Regions from separate parts of the Sus scrofa genome. Here regions 1 and 2 are each linked to region 3. Evidence: chromatin contacts called from public Hi-C data. All regions are on one chromosome and are shown on one strand. The core of a region is the stretch at or near the end of the contact, and the rest is flanking DNA. Distances in the headings are between cores, read along the strand shown. Region 1 overlaps GMDS (GDP-mannose 4,6 dehydratase). Region 2 overlaps GMDS (GDP-mannose 4,6 dehydratase). Region 3 overlaps GMDS (GDP-mannose 4,6 dehydratase).

Region 1 (3,033 bases), core at 113-2,612, 150 kb after region 3:
TGACCAGCTGAACGCCGCCCCGCGTCCACCCCACCCCACACGACACGCATGGCAGGTCCTGGTAGCTCTGCTTTGCAGGTGGGAAATGGAGTCGAGCCCCACGGTGTGTGACTAGGAGAAGGCGCCCTGTGCAGGCTCACGTGCCTCTTCGGTGACATCATGTTGCCACATGCTCACGGAGCCACGTTGGGTGTCATCGCCTGATGGACCTGAGAGCCAGAGGGTGACCGTCCGTGTAGCCGGGGCAGTGCTTGTCCAGTCTGTGCTGGTCAAGGCAGCAGAGGCTGGTGGGCATGTCTTGGTCACTGCCTCCCTCAGACTGTAGGTCACTCACGGGGTGTGGCTAATGGCGTGGGGGTTAATTTTAATTTCTCCCCTTCCGAGCCGCATCTGGAATTTCTTTGTTTCATTATTTCTCTCTCCTTTTTTTTTTTTTTTTTTTTTTTTGTCTTTTTAGCTATTTCTTGGGCCGCTCCCACGGCATATGGAGGTTCCCAGGCTAGGGGTCGAATCGGAGCTGTAGCCACCAGCCTACGCCAGAGCCACAGCAACGCTGGATCCGAGCTGCGTCTGCGACCTACACCACAGCTCACGGCAACGCCGGATCCTTAACCCACTGAGCAAGGGCAGGGACCGAACCCGCAACCTCATGGTTCCTAGTCGGATTCGTTAACCACTGCGCCACGACGGGAACTCCTCTCTCTCTTTTTAAGTGATCTTACGTGGCGCTCATTCTAATTGCAGGATAGGGATTTTTTTTTGTCACTTTGAGCACTTCAGATCACAGGCTGGTTTACTTCAACCTTTTGTGCGTCTGGGTGCGTGAGTGTCGGTCCGCGTGCACATGCAGGCACACACATGCACGTATGCACACGCACACAGGCACATCCTCACACGAGCTCGACCCAACGGTGATCGTCATTGTAACCAATATTTCTACCTCTTTTTTCTGTTTTACGGCCACACCTGTGGCATATGGAGGTTCCCAGGCTCGGGGTCGAACCGGACCTGCAGCTGCTGGTCTACGCCACAGCCACAGCAACACAGGATCTGAGCTGCATCTGTGACCTGTGCCACAGCTCACAGCAATGCCGGATCCTTAGTCCACGGAGCAAGGCCCGGGGTTGAACCCGAATCCTCATGGAGACTGTGTCAAGTTCCTAACCCACTGAGCCACAGCAGGAACTCCCAATGTTTCTGTCTCTAAGTAATATTTTATCTTCAGTGAAAAAGCCGGTTAAGTAGCCCTCTGGTCCACCTCCCTCCGAGGCCTGGGCAGGAATGTTTCCTGCCTCCAGTTCTGAGGGACCAAGGGCCGCAAGGAATTCCCAGCCCCCTGCTGCCTGGTGAACGTGCTTAATTTAGACAGCGCAGACTGTGTGTTCCAGCTGGAAATGCCACACCGTGTCTCCAAGCCAGTGCCTTCCTTGGTGGGTTTAGAAAAGAAGTTCTAAAAATAAAACATTTACCATAAATAGGCCTACTTATATGTGTGCTCAGAAATAACCGCTTTTGCGATCTCTCGTGGACGAAGGTTCCCCCACGTGGGACCTCATCTGGGAAAAGGCCTTGCTGACGTCGCCGTGGCTGCAAAGCCCTGCGTCACCTCTTGCCCCCTTGGCTCCTCCCGCGGCTCCGCCAGCACTGCTCAGACTGCGGCCGCCGCCACTGGGCTGAGCGATGCTTTGCTCACCCCGCTGTGCGCCTGCCGCCTGATGGTTGTGGTGGGCTGAGTAAGAGTCCCGCTGTTTCCAGTCGGCCCAGCAGGGCTCGGGGCTGGGACTGCAGCCCTGAGGAGAGGCGGACGGTTCAGTGAAACAGCGAGCAGGCGGCTTTTGGTAGATCAATCTGTCTCGTGCGCACGGCTCCCACTTTCCTCGCACCTTTGCGGTTTTAAGGAGATGTCACACCTTCAGCTGCCCCTCGGTGACCTGTGTGCAGAGATGGATGCGCCTGCACTTCGGGGGTTTTACTCAAAGTCTCGCTGCTGAAACCTTCTCGTTTCCTAGACAGTCAGCCATCTGCACGTCTCGTCTCTGTTAAAAAAATGGAAAGAATTTTTAAATTGAAAGAATCTTTCAATTTAAAAATGAAAGAACTTTCGGGGCTTGGCTGCAAGTAGGTTAAAATGGAGGTGGCGTTTTGTAGCTTCCCCTCTCCTAGTTTCAGCTCCTCGTGCATTTCTTCTGGGTTCCGGACACACCTCCAGGCTGGTGGCCGTGTCACCTGTTCACTCCTGCAGAAAAGCCTTCTCGTCCAGCCTCTTTGGCCCTTCGGCTTCTCTGTGCGGACTTGTCCTCTTGCCCATCTTTTGTCTGTGTGTTTAATAGATGGATGTCGTCTCTACTGAGAGCAGCAGGCTAGTCTTGTCTAAAGTGTCTTCTAGAAAATATACCTCAGGAATTATCTTGCCTTTGTCTAAAAGTTTCACGATAGCAGGACGTTCTTTTTTGCGTGTCTTCATTCTTGGTCGCTCCCGGTCGTCTCGCCGACATGTCCCAATTTCTAGTGAAATTTCTGCTCAGGGCCCCGTGCTAGCTCAGAGCGGGTAGGCTTACCTGTTTGCTTCAGGGCTCCCGGAGGACAGGCAGGGCTTGGCGCTTTCCCGCTGGAGGTGGGCCGTGGCTGCTGCTGCTGGAAGTTAGTTATCTTTGCTCGGAACTGGGAACACACTGAGCCGAGCCTGTTGCTTCTACCTTCGTGTTGAAAGATGCCTGTACGTGCACGCTCTCGGATTACCCGGGCCGAGATAACGGCGCCAGCCGCTGTTTGCACGTTAGCGGAAAAGGCTGGGCTCCGAACCAGCGCGTTTACAGCGCTGGGTAAGATAAGGGCAGCTCGCCCCACCTCAGCCCAGCCCCGTTGTCAGGGTTTTCCTACAGCAGTAAAACACGTTTGCCAGCGCCCCTTCCCTTCCTCTTCATTGTCCTGCTCTGCCTTCCCGCCCCGTAACCAGCTCCACTTAGAAATAGATCATCCCATTTCGGCTACTTGCCAAAGCACCAGCCCGATCCCCGGCCTCTCTCCTCGAGG
Region 2 (3,051 bases), core at 44-2,543, 240 kb after region 3:
AGATTTTGCTTCCTGAAATGACGGTGTAGCAGGGTCCAGCCCCTGGGGGCCAGTGGCCGCCGGATCCACATGAGGTGACTGGGCAGGGAGGAAGATGGCAGGGGACAGCAGAGGGCCGCCCACGTTGCCGGGCAGGCGGATGGAGCGGCTCGGGCTGGGGGCGGGGAGGAAGGCAGGATGTTTCTGTCTGATGGCCCAGGCTCCTCGGACGGGCTGAATGTCCCAGGGGCTGGAGACAGGGACACAGGCCCTTCTGTGTCCCCCAGACCCCGCCAGTGCAGTGGATCCCCTGGAAGTCGTTTGGTTGGTAGCAGGTGTTGCAGTTATGGGATCTCTGTGTCCCCCGTGCTGGGACTGGCTGGTCCCAACAGGACCTCGGGCCACTCATGTCGTCACCCTCCCCACAGGGGACCGATTTGCCCGTGTCACACATTTCCAGAGATCAGAAATTATTATTTAGAAAACAGAGCTTTTACTTATCCTCAAAATATCTTCTCATCTGGAGCAGCACTGGCTGCACGTAGAGCAGGTGCTAAACCTGTTTGGGTGACCACCCTGTGCCGTGTGGCAGGTCCAGGCCAGCTGCCTGGTGGCCTGGTTCGTCCATGACCCTCAGAGGTGTGAACTTCGTCGCTGGTGTTACTGTCCTCTCTGGGTCAGAGGGACAGGGCGGCTCATGGGCCTGGGGGCGGGGGCAACCAAGGAGCATGGCCAGGACACCTCCTGTCCCGGGGCAGCCTCCCACGGACGGACGTCCCCACAGCATCTAGTCCACTGTGTCCTGGAAAACCGCAGCCAGGTCGTCATCTCTGGAAGCTTCTCAGGTTGCTCCTGGTTCTTCCGTCGAGTCTGGAAAGGGCCTGGGGCAGAAGGCTCCCGGGCTCTGACCCTCAGAGGCAGCTGCCCAGCTCCAGAGCAGCAGTCAGGAGACCACACCGGGTCTGCGGCAGCAGGGCCAGGGCTGGAGGGTGGCTTAGAGTCAGAGGGGAGCCCTGGGTCGGAGGGCAGCCAGGTCAGAGGGGGGCCCTGGGTCGGGGGGGGCCCAGGTCAGAAGGGGGGCTCTGGGTCAGAGGGGTCTCAGGGTCAGAAGCGGGGGCCAGGGCCTGGGAGGAACTCTGGGTCGGAGGGGGCCCAGGGCAGGAGACACCCATCCTGAAGTTTCCCAGTGGGTGGCACCGTGGGTCCGGGCTGGAAAGTAGCCACCAGGGAGACCTGCCAGAGAAGGGCCAGCCTGGCGTGTGCGCTGGGCGGTGGGTCCAGGGACAGCCTGGGAGGCCGTGGCAGCTGCGGCACCGGGCAGGGCAGCCTCCTGAAAGGCCAGGCACAGCAGGAGGAAACCTGAACCGGGAGGGCCCAGCGTGTTGGGCTTGGAAAAACATTTTCAAGCATTTTTCTGCCTTAAAGGAAAAAAAATCGAAGGGGCCAAGTTCTGTTGGTGGAGCTGGTGCAGGCCTGGCGCACGCCGGTCGGGCCTCCGGTCGCCGCCTCGCAGAGGTCTGAACTGCGGACGTCAGCAGGCCTCTTCCTGGCTGGCAGGAAGGGAGCGTTCCCTCCGGGGACAGCAGGAACCGTGGAGCCGGGGCAGAAGCCTGGGCCTCCCTCGCGAGGCTGCAGCAGAGTGAACGGAGGCCCCCGCGCTCGCTCTTACTCCTCTCGTCCTGCGGCCGGGGCGCTGGCGGGATGTCTGCTTTATGGCGTGTTTTGCAAACGGGCCTGTTGGAGATGCTGGGCCGCTCGGGCCGCCCAGGCTCCGGGTCAGGAAACGGGCCCCTCCCTCCCGCCGCGGGGCTCCAGCCGCGGGGCGCAGGCCTCGTGCGCTCTCTGCCGTCGCCCTGACCTTTCAGGTGTCAGAATCATTGGCTCCAGCCCATGTCCCCTGGTCCTGAGCAGGCAGTGATCTACGCTGTCACTTTAGCCCGTGCTCTCTTGACCCGGGGGTCACAGGGGCCCGGGTGTAACCGAACCCAGCGAAATTATTCCCTCACCTGTCATAGAAATAGTCATCCTAGCAAAATGAGACCCAGGGGGGCTTTTGGAGAGGTGTTGAGAAGGCCAGTCTAACTCGATCCTTTATTCGCGTTTTAAGGAATGCAGTACTGTTTTGGCACCCTATCAAAATAAAACAAAGTTCCATTTTTCAACTTCTTTTTTTAAAGCGTGCACCCCTGAGCTTACAAATGCTTCTTTGTGGCCTTCTTTATTGAAATTTCCATTCAGCTCTTCCATCTGTTAGCTGTGTTTACCACTATTTCTAGGGAAAGAATTCAGCATTTCACCTTTATTTGGGGTGTAAGGTCATAAAACTGTCTGGATTATTTCAGCTATATTTATACCAAACTTAATATTGCTCCTTTAACAGGTTTAAAGCTTTTGCTTCCCTGGTTCATTATGCAGGGTGAGCAGCCTGAAGAGACCAGTTTGTGTTTGAAACGAGGAGGGCGCTTTCCCCTCCTCGCCGTCCGCCCCGCGCCCCCAAGGAGGCCGTTTCCACGCTGTAACCTTCACCCAGAGAAGCCCCCTCCTCCCGGCTGCAGGCCCGCAGGGCTGCGTTTCTGGGGCGCATGCTTGCTCACCGGGCGCCCTCTCCTAGGAGCGCGGATGCCCGTGGGATCGTAGAAAACTCCTGAGGCCACGGGTGTAGCACCCACTGCTGAAGCGAGGTCTCCCAGGCGGGGTTGCTCTGTGTGCATGTGTGCATTGCATAGATGTACATGTGCATGTGTGTTGTGTGCATATATGTGTGCACGTGTGCATACATGCTGTGTGCGTGTGTGTCATGTTCCCGTGAGTGCGTGTTGACATGTGCGTTGTGTGCATGTGTGTGTAAGTTGCACGCATGTCCCCAGCAGCCTGTGCTTTGAGGAGGCAGTCTGGAGCAGTGAAAGGAATGTCACCTTTGAAGCGGGCGGGCAGTTGCCGGCTTCCCAGGCTTATCGGGAGTCATGTTAGCACAAGGATGCATCTGACCTCACATCTGCGCTCAAACAGGAGTGACGCAGTCTGGGTGAAGGCAGAGGGAGGGCTGGGCGCTTGTGGGGTGCGAACCCCGGG
Region 3 (3,038 bases), core at 109-2,608:
GAGACAGAAATAATACTTTGTTTAATACAAGGTAATGTAGCTGTCTCTCTTCCCCACAATAAAAAAAAGTGTCAATTTAAGAATTTAAACTTAACTGTTCATTTAAAACGCCAAATAGAGTTTGGTATCCTTTTAGTACGAATGGAGTTTCTAGAATTCTCTTTGTTCAGATGGGATCCTTGAAGTTGGCCTGGTATGATAAAATGAAACCATTTCTATTGCAAAGAAATTTAATGTGTAGTAACTTTTTAATAAATTTCTACTGTAAATCATTAATTCTACTCTCAATCATTATTTCCACTGTAAATCATTAAGCAGTGCCAGTGGGAAATAAATTACCTGAAGCTTTTATTTAATTTCCATTTTTCAAAAATATCTGGCACCGAAGACAGCAGGCTTGTTATGTTACCCCTTCTAGTGATGTCACATGAAGTGTATGTTGTTTAGGGATGGTAACTAAGACATCATCCGTGACGAATTTGAATTTGCTTCATTTACAAGTTTTACGCAGAAGGGCTTGGTCTGGCTTGTCAAGCTTGTCCTTGTCCTTGGACGGACGGGTCCTCGGCAAGAGTGGAATTCTCAGAGGTGCGCTTGCTTTACAGGCGACAGCGCTGGTGCTCGTGCTTGAGGTGACAGGCATCGCCTTGGTGGCCGCTGTGTGGTCACCGCGGGGCGGCGGCAGGTCGACGGACGGGGCAGCCGTGCTTTTCCTTTTGTCTGATTTTCAGGGGAAACCCTCTTCCTGAGTCTCCTTCCCACGCCCAGCCTGCAGGTTTTATTGGCGCTGGTTACTTGCACAGTAAAAAGTCTTCGAGAGCTTGGCAGTGTTGACACAATAAACCTTTAAGGCGCATTCTGCAGGCTGGGACTCCCCTCGTTAGCCCCGACGGGAAATGTCGTCTCTGCCTTCGCTGTGTGGCTTGATGGCTGTGAAATGGTTCGTAGAGGAAAGCTCTGTTTTGTTTTTTGGGTTGTTTTGCTTAAGGGACTTGTGTGGCTCACCCCGGCGTCTCTCCCGGCTTTGTTGGTTGGTGTGACACGCGCATTTGTCAGACAGCTCAGAGCTGGCGCGGTCAGGTCAGCACCGGGGAGGCCCAGGGGCTCTCGAGGTCTGTGTTCCCCTGTCTCCGCCCGAAAGAAGCATTCGAGTGTTTGGCAGAGATCAGTGCGTTATTGGATCAGTATTTGCGTTATTGGTAGTTTAAATAATGTGAGTAGATACTTTTTTATCTTGTTTCTTTACATTTCCCTTATACCAAATGTTATGAAAGTGTCACTCCGTCCTACGGTGTGGCAGGATGTTTGGACTGCAGTCTCGTGGAATGAATTAATTTCACTGTAATTGGTTCAGTGACCGAATGGAAAAAACTGCTGGTTTTGGTGTATGTTAAATGAGGCATCCCGGGCCCTTTCAGTTTTGGAGGGTTGCTTCGCAGAGAGAGAAATAGGAGTTCCTGGCAAGCGGCTGTGTTTTCGAAGGGACGCAAACCACGGCAGCCGCCTCTCTGGTCGCCTGTGCCGAGGAGAGACGGGCCTGCTTGGGGCGCGGGCGGTTCCGGGCCGGGGAGGCGTGTTATGCGCCGTCGTGCACATAGGTGGCAGCAAAGCGCCGCAGACAGCGGAAGTCAGCCTCGCCGCTGCGGGCGCTGAGTGACAGCCGAGCCGGACTGCCATCGGCGTGGCTGCCCCGTGCTGCAGTTGAACGCAAAGTAGGAAAGAAAGCCACTATTGATAACACCAGAGTGTTCCCAGGACAGTGAAGAAGGCTGGGAGGAGCTGTAACACACTGAATTTCTGGACAGATCCCAGGTGGGAAGGCTTAATCTCTTAAGGTATGTCTCCCACCCCGAGAGAGGACAGGCGTCCGCCGAGATGATCCCCGCGTCCAAGGCGAGAGGCCACAGAGGGCCAGGGCGCAGGAGAGCGGGAAGCGGGGGAGAAACCGGACGCCCGCTGCCGAGGCACGTCATGGCCTGCTGCCTGCGGTGCCTCTGGCCGGCTCGGCTGCTCCTGACTTGAGCAAGTTTCAGAGGAAATATCCGTCCACGACCAGGCAGGCCTTCCATGGGAGCGCTTGCTCCCACGTCAGCGTTTTAGAAAGTAGAACTGCAGCTGGAGCTGCTGTTCAGCACCCAAGCACAAGTGCCTGTCCTCCGCCTGCGCGTGCGGTTAGTGCGGCCCGCTCTGTCCCGAGCCTCCCGGTAGTGACATCATCCGTCTCCTCGGTGCCGGCCGTCAGAGCCATTAGTGGGTCATCCGCGTCTGCTGCCCAGGGCCGGCCCGCGGCTTCCCACCCGTGGCCGAGGTAGCTTTCGACTTGGAGCTTTGAATTTGGGGAAACACAGCCAGGAGGGTCCAATGCAGCACAGTGGTGTTTATTAGAAACGGGAGAGAGGAAGCAAGTTGTAAAAAAGCGGTCAGCCGCGAATCGGGCTCCTCACGCGCGAGCCGAGGCCCCTCGACACCTCCGAGGCCGGCGACCTGGCTCGGGACGCCGCGGCCGGGGGCTCGTCCTCCGCCCTGCCCTCCTGTGCCTGCGGCCCGCCGACCAAGGGCCGCGTCGCCGGCTGAGCGGAAGGTGTGTGTGTGGAACCACTTGCTCGGGCCCAGCGTCTGGCAAGTCTCTCGTGACAGCGACCTATTTTTTCACATCATTATTTTTTTAGTGAATGCGATATCTTAACAACCCCTTCCCTCCTTTCTGGGTTCAAAAAATAACACTTCACATGATTTATTTCCCCTGCTGCATGAGGGCCCGGCGGAGAGGGAAGGGATGTGGCTGCCGGGCCCCGTGGCCCCGGCCCCCCGGCCGCCGCTGCAGTGGCCGCGCTGCCTTTGCACGGAGCAGAAGACACACCCCGGCCGCTGGCTGCTTAGCAGGGATCGCGTGGTTGGGCTCCCCACAGTCTCTGCCCCCGTCGGCAGGGAAGGAAGATACACGCGTACACGTTTGCTCGTGCTCTCTGGCTTAAGCGAGCCCTTGTGTTAATGCCTTCAGTCCGTGCACACAGATGGGTCTGTTACTCGGTGTTCTC

Evidence for each region. Hi-C and Micro-C count contacts between places; a contact is called where the count stands out from the background.
Region 1: a Hi-C map of skeletal muscle shows a contact between it and region 3, with 2.2 times the contacts expected there. The contact joins two enhancer-like sites. A contact is called at or near these places in 3 of 47 Hi-C or Micro-C datasets (embryonic fibroblasts, mesenchymal stem cells and skeletal muscle).
Region 2: a Hi-C map of subcutaneous adipose tissue shows a contact between it and region 3, with 2.1 times the contacts expected there. The contact joins two enhancer-like sites. A contact is called at or near these places in 4 of 47 Hi-C or Micro-C datasets (heart right ventricle, mesenteric adipose tissue, retroperitoneal adipose tissue and 1 more) and 1 of 2 datasets of contacts at active chromatin or transcription factors (skeletal muscle).

Annotation. Positions count from the first base shown.
Region 1 is chr7:1,027,965-1,030,997 of Sscrofa11.1, reverse strand. The region is part of intron 7 of GMDS (GDP-mannose 4,6 dehydratase); the gene reads left to right. Among named protein-coding and RNA genes, the nearest start is that of FOXC1, 190 kb to the right of the region's middle. Within about 2 kb of position 1,362, at least 4 of the 83 cell types and tissues checked have an H3K27ac peak or open chromatin away from gene starts, as enhancers often do. A contact at or near this core is called in skeletal muscle, where this site is marked.
Region 2 is chr7:941,678-944,728 of Sscrofa11.1, reverse strand. All of the region lies in intron 7 of GMDS (GDP-mannose 4,6 dehydratase), which reads left to right. Among named protein-coding and RNA genes, the nearest start is that of FOXC1, 110 kb to the right of the region's middle. Within about 2 kb of position 1,293, at least 18 of the 83 cell types and tissues checked have an H3K27ac peak or open chromatin away from gene starts, as enhancers often do. A contact at or near this core is called in retroperitoneal adipose tissue, skeletal muscle and subcutaneous adipose tissue, where this site is marked.
Region 3 is chr7:1,182,116-1,185,153 of Sscrofa11.1, reverse strand. All of the region lies in intron 4 of GMDS (GDP-mannose 4,6 dehydratase), which reads left to right. Among named protein-coding and RNA genes, the nearest start is that of GMDS, 100 kb to the left of the region's middle. Within about 2 kb of position 1,358, at least 42 of the 83 cell types and tissues checked have an H3K27ac peak or open chromatin away from gene starts, as enhancers often do. A contact at or near this core is called in retroperitoneal adipose tissue, skeletal muscle and subcutaneous adipose tissue, where this site is marked.